Regions from separate parts of the Sus scrofa genome. Here region 1 is linked to region 2. The links are chromatin contacts, called in public Hi-C maps. All regions are on one chromosome and are shown on one strand. The core of a region is the stretch at or near the end of the contact, and the rest is flanking DNA. Distances in the headings are between cores, read along the strand shown. Region 1 has its middle 35 kb from the start of SUPT7L. Region 2 holds the start of PPP1CB (protein phosphatase 1 catalytic subunit beta).

Evidence for each region. Hi-C and Micro-C count contacts between places; a contact is called where the count stands out from the background.
Region 1: a contact with region 2 is called in a Hi-C map of embryonic fibroblasts, with 2.1 times the contacts expected there. A contact is called at or near these places in 2 of 5 promoter capture datasets (fetal skeletal muscle and liver), 3 of 47 Hi-C or Micro-C datasets (embryonic fibroblasts, fibroblasts and mesenteric adipose tissue) and 1 of 2 datasets of targeted methods (skeletal muscle).

What each region holds. Positions count from the first base shown.
Region 1 is chr3:111,493,838-111,498,818 of Sscrofa11.1, forward strand. No RefSeq gene overlaps it. Among named protein-coding and RNA genes, the nearest start is that of SUPT7L, 35 kb to the right of the region's middle.
Region 2 is chr3:110,472,429-110,478,062 of Sscrofa11.1, forward strand. PPP1CB (protein phosphatase 1 catalytic subunit beta) reads right to left here and starts at 1,960. Exons shown (of 8, transcript NM_214184.2): 1 at 1,897-1,960. The coding sequence starts at 1,948. It overlaps LOC106509865 (a long non-coding RNA gene), which reads left to right and starts at 2,537. Exons shown (of 8, transcript XR_002342800.1): 1 at 2,537-2,820; 2 at 3,091-3,232.

The DNA of each region.
Region 1 (4,981 bases), core at 869-3,368, 1.0 Mb after region 2:
TCAGGTAGGCTGATACTCAGATCAGAAAGGTGGAAGATAACTGACTAAATGAAGGGCAGAACATAATTCCAAGCTGTTATAGATTCTAGGAGGGTGACAGAGTGTGGCCGGAGAGCCGGCGAGGGATGGGCAAGCCTACCACTCACAGGGTGGTCAGGGAAAGCCAGACTGAGGAAATGCCATCCAAGCTGAGCTTGAAACACAAGAAGGCAGGAGGAATTGGCGGTGTAGGTGGTGGGAACAGCAGGAGCAAAGGTCCTGAGGTGGCTGAGAACTTGGCATATACAAGAAATGTGACCTTCTCTCCTCAGCTAGAGCATTTACAGCTCCTAGTGCGTTCCTTGAGGGAAGAGCCGCACAGCACCCCGCACAGACTGGGCACTGGTCCGATGAATGAATAAGCAAACAGGTGTCCTTTGGTTTCAGTATTTGCCTCTACATCTCCCCTCTCCCCGCCCTTAGCTGCACTGTGGAGTGAAAAGGAAGGAGGCTGCTCAACTGGAGGCTCTGGAGTTTTCCTCTCTGTGGGCAAATTGCTTAGATCACAGAGCCACAAGGACCCCAAAGTCCCACACTCCCACCTGTCACAGTCAAAGGAAGAGCCTCGGGACAGACTTGCCAGAACCCATGGACCTGGTTGGATGGGGGCCCACGTCTAGTGCTTTCCTAGCCCTGAAGCCTGCCTTGTTTATTTGTTCAACAGGTTTGTTCAGCCATGGCACAGCCTGTTCTGACTCTGGAACATTTACAAGATGAGCCAAAAAATCACAAAAAAATGGTTTGCTCTCGGAGCTAAAGGGCGGGGCAGCCAGGGTGGGAGACTAACTTTTTGGCTTGTCCTTTGCGATCTTTTTCCCTCCTGCCCTCAGGAACCAAAGGGACTTTAATGGGGTTTCCTGCCTCAGTCTTTCCAGAACCAGCATGTGACCAGACTAGAACATTCACCTGTAAGACTCCTGGTTCTCAGCTGCACCCTCATCAGCTCTGTTCCAAACCCCAGCTTCCACCCTCTGAGTTCAAGCCACAGCCTGATCCACCTGACCAGCCCGGGTATGGAGGCACTGGGCCCAGCACCTGGATCCTTCTGCCCCCTCTGCCTGCAGTAATCTTTCTCCCTGATTGTGAGCTCCTGTTTGTCCTTCAAAACCCAGGTGTCATGTCACCACCTCTATCTAAAACCTTGAATGGACTCCCCAGGGAGTCTGCCGGCTACTTTTTAAAAATTTAAAGAGCCCAACCAGGATAATCAGGATAGCTACAATGCTAAATTTTGTTGCTTTTGTCAGACTGGATACTAGCTCAGTATAGCCCTGTTAGTTATTGTTGAGCAGAAGTACTTATCTGCAGTTACATAAATATCTGGCTACAAAAAACTTGGAAAGGACCCCCGTAAAAATGCAATTTGTCTGGCTGACAACATAATTTATTTACACCTTAATTATTCATTAATTAAGGATGGCAGAAGGGCTGGGGTAAGGATGACAAAAGGAATCCCAGTGGTAAAAAGGTGACTCTGAGATCCTACATAGCCTTTGGGTGCAGGTGCTGGCTGTCTCATTTCCCCAAAAGGCTTAGTACACAGTAGGTGCTCAGAAAGTCCTCATTGAATATTGTGTGTGAAGATGTAGGAGTATGTGAGGATGATGACACTGGGGTCGCTGAAGCTACTGTCCACCCCAGTTGGCTGTCCCATAGGCACTAGATTCGGAACAACTCAAAGCTGTCCTCCCTGGGCTCTTTATCCTCAACCGGGAGACATGCCAGTGCCTTGCACGCACCCAAGTAGCACTAAGGCTGGTCAGGACTTGGGGACAGGGCTGTGTATTCCGGAGCCCCTCCAGGGAGCAGGGGTAACAGCCTGGATTCCAACACCCACGGCAGCCCCCCTGCCCCTTTGCTCCAGGCAGCTCCGCAAGAAGCCTCGTCTGGCCAGCTGTGGGAGGTGCCATTCTCTTTCATTGCCAAGATTAGCTCAGACCTTAAAAATCACAGCCTGGCGCCTGCTCTTCTCATGACAAGGGAAAGAGTAGATGTCAGAAGCCTCCTTAGGTATCTGGAAGAGAACAGCTCCCTCCGCTCCCTCCCTTCCTTGTATGAGGTCATTGAACCAGGATGACAAAGCAAACAGTGATGTGTTGGGACTTGTTCCCGGACTCATTCCAGGGTTTCTCCAGCCCCTCCCTCCTCCTCCTCCTCCTCGCAGAATGGCAGACCCAGGTGTGGACAACAAACTGAACTGGATTTGGTCCTGGGGATCTGGGAGACAGACCCTAGTTGGGAGGCATCCTCTGTGATGGTGAAGAGGTCCCGAAAGACCCTGGTGGAAGTGGGAATGGGAGTATTAGCTCCAGTGGACACCTGCACAGTCCTCCAGGCTTCCGTGTGCTTTCATGTATTCTCACATGTGTTAAGGGGGGCAAGAATTCTTTTCTGACTTTACAGATGCGAAAACTGAGACTTGTGTATAGTCAGCAACTTAATCAGGGTTACATGGCTTGGGTGACAGAGCCAGACTTCAGATTAGTTTTGTGACTCTAGTTACAACACCTTCCCACCTCACCACAGTTCCTTCAACTTCACTCATTGGTACACCTCCTTTACACTTGGTACCGTGTTGCAGGCCACCGTGCATTATTGGCTTCATGTTCTTCTTCAAATAAACTCACTTTAAAAATTGACCTCAGGGGGGAAAAAAAAAAAAAGAAAAAGAAAAAAGAAAGGAGCTCCCTGGTGCTCAGTGGGTTAAGGATCTGGCATTGTCACTGCTGCGGCTCTGGTATAGCTGTGGCGCAGGTTTGATCCCTGGCTCTGAAGCGGAACTTCCACATGCCAAAAGTGTGGCAAAAAAAAAAAAAAAAAAATTTTTTTCACCACATTCTACACCATACATATACATGTGTGTACGTAAGTATATATTCCTATACGTAACTGCTAAAATTAGATATTTTTTCATTCTCCTCCCCTAAAGGCAATTCCCATAAGGCTGCGCAATTTGAGAAACTGCCCAAATGTCCCCCGCCCTCGCGGCATTGCTAACGATAGATCTTTATAGGCTGGTAGCCAAGTGGCTGCCCTTGTTGAAATGCTCTGCCAGTAGGATCACTCAGGGCTGCCACTGTCATTGTTAGGGCTGTGCCTCCAAATCACAGAATTACTGAATCAGGAGGGATAAGAGAGAGATCATGGAATCCAACTCCTAAAGGGCAGAACCTTATACAGCACACCCACTCAGAGCCCTCAAGATTAAGGGAGCACCATTCCAAGACAAAAAGAGGAACCAGATGTAGTCTTTGCTCCAGAAACTCGCAAAGCTTACAAACATAAACTACTGAAAACTAGAAGGAATAAGCAGAGGATCTGGAATCGTGGTTCCACCATGAACTTGGCATGCCTTTGAGCAAGTCTCTTCCGGTTTCTGAGCCTCAGTTTCCTTAAACAGAGGTGATAGTGTCTCCTCTTTTTACCTTTTAAGTCTGATAAATAAAAATTCAGAGTTTGGAAATGAGTGATATATCAAAATATCAATCAAATTAGATACAATTTTTGTCAATTGTTCCTCAATAAAGACAGCGCGGGGGGGGGAGACAAGTGTGAAAAATTCTCTGTAAGACAGTGTGTAAGTAATAGATAGGCAATGCCTAAACTCCTCCATAAAATATTTGCATTATAACTAGAGAAAGACTTTCTCCAGGTGGAACTAAGCACCAGAAACAGGCTGAGAAGACACTGGTGACCTGACCCAGCTTGCTGCCCCAAACCCTTTCAGAATCCTGATTTTGAGAGAGTTCAGGATCTGATTGTTACTCTTGCTTTGCTTTGAAACGCTCGTCTACTGGCTTTGAGCCCCACCTGCAAATTGCTGCATAGTGATGGGTCTTTACTGCCCTCTTGTGGTCACTTCTTGCCACAGTTGCACTGACTTTTGAAGCGGTGTGCGTGACAGCCAGAGGAAACCAGAGCCAAGCCTCACGATCAAGATTTTCCAGAGCCAGCAGAGGACTTAAAGCCCAAATTAAAACCATCTGCTGGAATCCAGAGCTTCTTGACGGGAAGGGGTAGTTTCGCTTGATTTTGCCCCAAGTAGGATAGGAATCCAAGCCTCTGCCTGCACTAACCCTGTTAAGACGGTTATCGCCTAGACTGTCCAGCTTGTCTGGAACAAATTCTGGAAATGAAAGCAGCTCAAAGGTCCCTTCTCCGCCCCCAAAACCCAAGGGTAGAAAGGTCCAGGACTAGAACTTGCCCTCCAACCCTCACCCCTGTAAAGCAACAGTTAACAGAGCACCTATTTTGTGAACTGGGAGGTGCAATGAGGAACAGGTAGCGTACAAAGTGAGATGGTTCCTGTCCCCAGCTCATAAGGCTCGCAAACATAAATGACCCAAGCACACTGCATACATACAATTAACGGATATGGGACCATCCGAGCAAGGGCCAGAAATCAAAGTGCTGTAGGGCTAGTGGGGAAAGAGAGCCTACTAACAAGCAGGGGAACAAGAGCTTCCTGAAGACAATGAGACTCAAGACAGTGAGACTCATTTAAAGAAATGAGCAGGACCTTACCTAGCAGACGTTAGCAAGATCACAATGATGCTGATAATAACTACATTTGGGGGAGCCAACTGTGTCCAGCGTGGCTAAAATTTGAGAGATGGCTCAGTTATTTAATCTCGACAGCGATACTGAGGTATTTTCCCTATTTAAGAGCCCAGGAAACCAAAGTTCAAGGCCATGTACAGCAAGTCTTGATGGCAAATATTGGAAGAATTAAAAGCAAAAGTTGTGTTTGGGTCAAAGAGTCTATTATTACTAGAGTATTGGGTGTACTTGGTCAGGTGCAGAAAGGAAAAGACAAGGGCATATGGGAGTGAGTTACGATGATGAGAAAGTATAGGAGCCCTGGAGTTCCTGCTGTGGCTCAGCAGAAACGAACCGAACTAGTATCTATGAGGATGTGGGTTCAATCCCTGGCCTCGCTCAG
Region 2 (5,634 bases), core at 710-3,209:
AAAAAAAGGAAGGGAAGAAAGAAATCATCTGAAACCAGAGCCGAATATTCATGTAATTTGAATTCACAGAAACAAATTACTTAGCCTATTTCCCCCATGATACCTTTTTTCTAAAAACCCCTGAAAAATCCACTAGTGAAGTTTCTTAATTAAATCATAAAAAGGTGCATCTGACAAAAGGCCCCCTGTTAAATATTTCAAAACACTTAAGTCTACTGTGTTTTATGTCTATTAAGTATATAAATATGTAAATATATGGAAAATAAAAGTGAGGAAGTTGAGATAACAAGCATCGGATTTTCAAATATTTCAATTTTACAAGCTAAGTTTAAAACGTATAAAAGTTTTTTGTACCAGTTGGTGGTGGGCATAAATATCCCTCAAAGTTAACAAGACACTAAAAATTTTACATAGCTGTATTTCCCCCTTAGAATAACGCACAGCTACACACACACAAACAAAATGTTTCCCCCAAAGCAAACGTCTCGTGGACCCAGTAAGATGTTCACATCTGTTAAAATCCGCAGTCTTTAACAGTGAACACGGACTGTAGGCACCAGGGGGCCTCCCAAGAATAACTTGATAGCAAAAGGAAAGGCAAACAAGAGTTCCCTGTAAAACTTTGCTCCTTATTCAGTCTTACGACTGCAGGAAGGCTTTTTACTCAGTCTTAGACTGCTGGAACGCTTGCACATCTGGAACAAATATACTGTAGTTTGTTACACAACGGTACACACAGAACTGAAGAGATACACACATGGGCGGATAAAAAAGAACTAGCGCCCTCTCCGCCGCCCCTCAAACATATAATCTTCTGTGAAGATTTTCCAAATGTAAGCACACACTGCTTCACTGTACCAAACACTTATCTTCAGGAAATTTGAAAGCAAGTAACAATGCACATGCAACCCTTCCACGCTTTCTGAGAGAGGACTCTACATTTTTTTCTTTTAATAGCTTAGTTTCTTTTCTACACACTCTAAAAGCAGTTTAGCGATGACGCAAACTTCAGGGCAAAGGGATTCACTGGCAGAAAATCGCGATTGACTTTGAGTAACATCCTGGCCGCTCCATCTCTTCTCTTTACCCTAACATAAAACTATCCAATAAAAACAGAAGGGCCCAGAAACTTCAAAAGCTGTGAAGACTTGTAAATATCTTTTAAACACAAGCGAAGCTTGACAATCGACCTTTTCTAAGTTTATGCAGAATTTAAAGCCTGCTCAAACCTGTTAAATTCTCAAACCCGAAAACCAAGCGCTTCAGTAAACATGTCTACATATTTCGTATTTCTTGCGTGCATCTTCAGCTCGCTCAAATACTTTTGTTTTACTCATTTTTAAAGCTAAATAATAAATGAAAGCTACTCAACTCCATCTTCTCCTTAAATAGAGCTGGTCCTGGAAGCATCAAGTAAAAAATGCAGAACAGATCAAACAGTTTTCTCAAGGAGAAGGTTTTATAAAATCCACTCCCAGAACAAGAATCGGAGGCAGCCAAGGGCAAGGCACAAAGAGAACAGAGAAGGAATACACTTTCCACCGGCATACAAAGCACAAGAGCACGCATCCTGGCACCCTCTTTGGGAAGGGTCACCCAGCAGCCCGGGGCTCCTCTACCCGCGTTCGGCGCGCCGCTGTGCGGGTCCCCGTAGGTCCGCAGGGGCACTGCCCGCCCGCGGGGTCAGCCCCTCTCGCCCGCCTCACCCCCACCCCCCCACCCCAACCCCGGGCCGTGTTCCCGGAGCCCGCTTCCTCCGGCCCACCAGCTTCTTAGCCCGCTCCTCGGCGGCCGCCCTGGGGCGGGAAAGGGGGTTCCCGCCCGCTCCGGTTGGCGGAGGAGGAAGCAGGGCTGAGGGAACCTCCCCTCTCCGCGGCCGGCCAGGCCCCGACTCACCCTCCAGCAGTCGGGTGATGAGACTGTCCACGTTCAGCTCCCCGTCCGCCATCTTGTCGGCACTAGACGCTCCTTCCCGGCCGCGGGAACAAGGGCTTCTCGGCGGCAGAGGCTGCGGCGACCGCTCGGCGTTCCCTCACCTACAAGTCACGCGGCGTTTCGACCCCGGTTCCAACTCCCCCTTCCCCCAGGCCCTCCCCCACCCCCTCCCCACCAAGTAGTGGAGCGCCGCACACTCGGAGGCACACACGATAAATAAATAAATAAACAAGCGGAGCCCCCACGAACCGGGCCGCGTCAGACCCAGCCGCCACCTCCTCCTCCTCGGCACCGCCCAACTCCGCAAAGCTCACCAGCGCCGCCGACGGCCCCACCCGCAGCGCCACTCACTCCACACCGCCCTTCCCCGCCACCGCGCCACGCAGGCCTCCGCGCAGCCGCACGGCGCACTCCTTCGCGGCGCCCCCCCCGTCCGCCAGCCGCGGCGCAATCGCACTAGACTCGGTTCTGCCGCCGCCGCGTCGCCGCCTTTGCGCAGGTGCGTCGCCTTCCCTCTCCACTTCCACTGCGCCGAATCGTCGCGGCTGCGCAGGCGCCCTCAAGGCTCCCGGGGGTTTGATGCTCTGGGAAAGCTCCCATTACGCAGGGCGCGCGTAGGCAGGGCTGACCTTCCGCTTCCCAGCTCCCTGAGGCTGGGCGCTCAGCAGACGACGTAGTTCTTGTGCTCTTCCCGCCTCGCCTTTCTTTTCTTGGTTTCAATCCTGGTGTTGCAAGCCAATTCCCGGGTCTTGTTAGGCGGGAAACACAGACTGCATTACCCATGTTTGAAACTGGATTTGCGCGTTTGGGAAGCAAGAATGGGGTTACTCTGCTGGAAAAGCTTGACATTGCAAATGAGGGATTTTTACCCTACGGTTCCACAAGGTTGGTTGCCCTGGTGTTCCTAGATGAAATAAATTAAATTGGGCCCTGAGGGTCAGCAGTAATAATGTTTTACGTGGGAACTGCTTTCTGCTCTCTACAGAGCGCTTTCACATAGCTTACTGTTTTTCCACAGTGTATTTTTGAGCAAGAAAAAAATACCTTCATTATATTGCTTCATCATCGTATCTTATAATTGTTGTTGCATTTTTATCTCCTACACTCTACTGTGAGCTGCTATAGGGTAAACTAAATTTATCTTTGTGCCTGCAGTTCCCACTAAGTATCTGGTACGCGGAAGAGAGGGACAAGGAAGCACAGAGGCTCAGAACAGTTCGTTGTTCACCTCGTCTTTCTACCACATAATTCTGCCTCTAGAAATACAGGAGAAAGAGTAGCCACGCAAAGCTTCTAGGTAAGCGAGAGTTTTTTGGCCCGTTCTCAGAGGTGGTCAGATGGGAAATCTTTACTCATTCCTCAGGTGTTTGTCCACAAAAATCAAACAAGATGCTGTCTCAAGCTCAAGGCAGTGCTGCTCCCGCTCACCTATTGCTAGTAATAGCTGACATTGATGAGATCTTTTTATGTGCTCTGGCGTTGCTTTATTTATTTATTTGTTTATTTTTGCTTTTTAGGGCATATCGAAGTTCCCAGGCTAGGGGTCAAATCAGAGCTGCAGCAGCTGGCTTATGCTACAGCAACAGCAATGTCAGATCTGAGCGCATCTGTGACCTACACTGCAGCTTGAGCCAATGCTGGATCCTTTAACCCACTGAGCAAGGCCAGGGATCAAACCCACATCCTCATGGATACTATTTGGGTTCGTTTCCCCTGAGCCACAATGGAAAACTCCTCTAGCACTACTTTAAATGTGTTATTTCATTTAATCCTTACACTAGCCATATGAGGTAGGCATTATTATTATCTCTACTTTGTAGATGGGATTTGTTAAGGCACGGAATCGTTAAATACCTTGTCCCAGATCACACAGATAAGTAAGTGGCAGAACTGGGATTCAAACTAGTCACCTAGTGCCAGAGTCTGCACTCTTAGCAATTGTGATATATTCCCTGTCAGTGTATGTGAGCTGAGGTGCTTAAATCTGCATATGCTGTATCATAAACTTCGAGAACAGAAACCATAGGGTTTTTTTTGGGGGGGAGTATGTTGTCCAATCAAGTGCTTTATGATGCTTCAGATGACTTACAGAGATAGGATTTCCTAATCCCCTTTTTAGCTTTCTCTCCATTTTGAGATTTTTTAAATTTTTTATGCATTGATGGTGAACATAGAACAGGTGACAAGCTAGAATGATGATCCTGTTTGGAGAAGCATTTGTAAACTCTTTTTTTTTTTTTTTTTAGGGCTGCACCCACAGCATATGGAGGTTCCCAGGCAAGGGGTTGAATCAGAGCTGCAGCTGCTGGCCTACGCCAGAGCCACAGCAATGCCAGATCTGAGCCGTGTCTTCGAACTACACCACAGCTCATGGCAACACTGGATCCCCAACCTACTGAGCAAGGCCAGGGATTGAACCCGAAACCTCATGGTTCCTAGTCAGATTTGTTTCCTCTGTGCCACCACAGGAACTCCTGGGAGAAGCATTCATAAACTCTTATTGCTGCCAGTTCATCTTGGGGCCTTTCGGTGTGAAGAAATGGATCCTTATCAAATACTTTTGTGAAAGAACATTTACATCCTGCTTTATTCCAGAAGAAAAGATTTAAGGTAGCTTATTACATATATACAGTATGACAAAAATAAGTACATAGAAAAACAGGACAAAAGAAAACTGAAAGTGGAAAAAATAAGATAAAGCCAGCAGTTCTGTATGCAAAATGCATGGTATGAGGTCCTATTGGTTTGCTGGAGATAGGTCACAAATATGAGTCTAAGCTTTCTAGCAACCGGGGAAAATTGCAAGTGGAGTAAATGTTCTGGGTGAGCTGGAACTGGAACAAATAGACCAGCTTGTGGAGTTGGATGCCACTTTCCCAGATCTCTTCCATGAGCCTCTTAAAGGGTAACAGAATGCTTGGAGCAGTTATAGATATCTGCTTATCTTCCAGTTTTCATGGAGCCCATGAATCCCACGAAAACAAACTTTGAGCCTCGTCTACAATTAGTGTTCAAATATATGCAGATAGATTTGATGGACCAGGGACACCCAAAGGAAATTGGATTGCAAAGAGAGAAAGTAAGCATCTTAGGGAAGGTCACCGCAAGGAGAGTAGGGCAAAGACAGAAGCCAGTCTCAGTGGAGTTCTGGGAGTCAGAAGGTCTTGGAGCGTGGTTCTGAGTACTGCCCGGTACTGCCCGCAGATGAAGATGTCCCTTCACCCCCACCCCACCAGCTTTTCTAGTGCCTTAGAATCCTGGGTAAGAAGGGACTATTATAAAAATGAAAGAGCTATATCACTAGCGGCCAACCAACTTTCCTGTGGGATCTCTCTCCAAAAAAAATGATGTGTGATTTCAGAAGCAGACTTATTCAGATTTTGAAGTTTAACTAGTGCATATATTACATATTACCTAACACCCCAGCAGCTTCTGGGACCACTCACTATAAACTGAAACATTAATTTTTTTTTAAATCATAATAACTATCCATGTCATGTAAGGTACATAAAGACTACATTATGCCTCATATCAGGTCAGGTTAGAGTTGCCATTTAAGTAGCCTTTTTTTTTCCCAGAATAAAATGTATTTATTGAAGGAAATTTAGAAAACAAAAATATAAAAATCACCTATAATTTCACCAGACGTAGATCACCACTTTTCCATTTTATTTCTGAATATATACTTAGGTATAATTT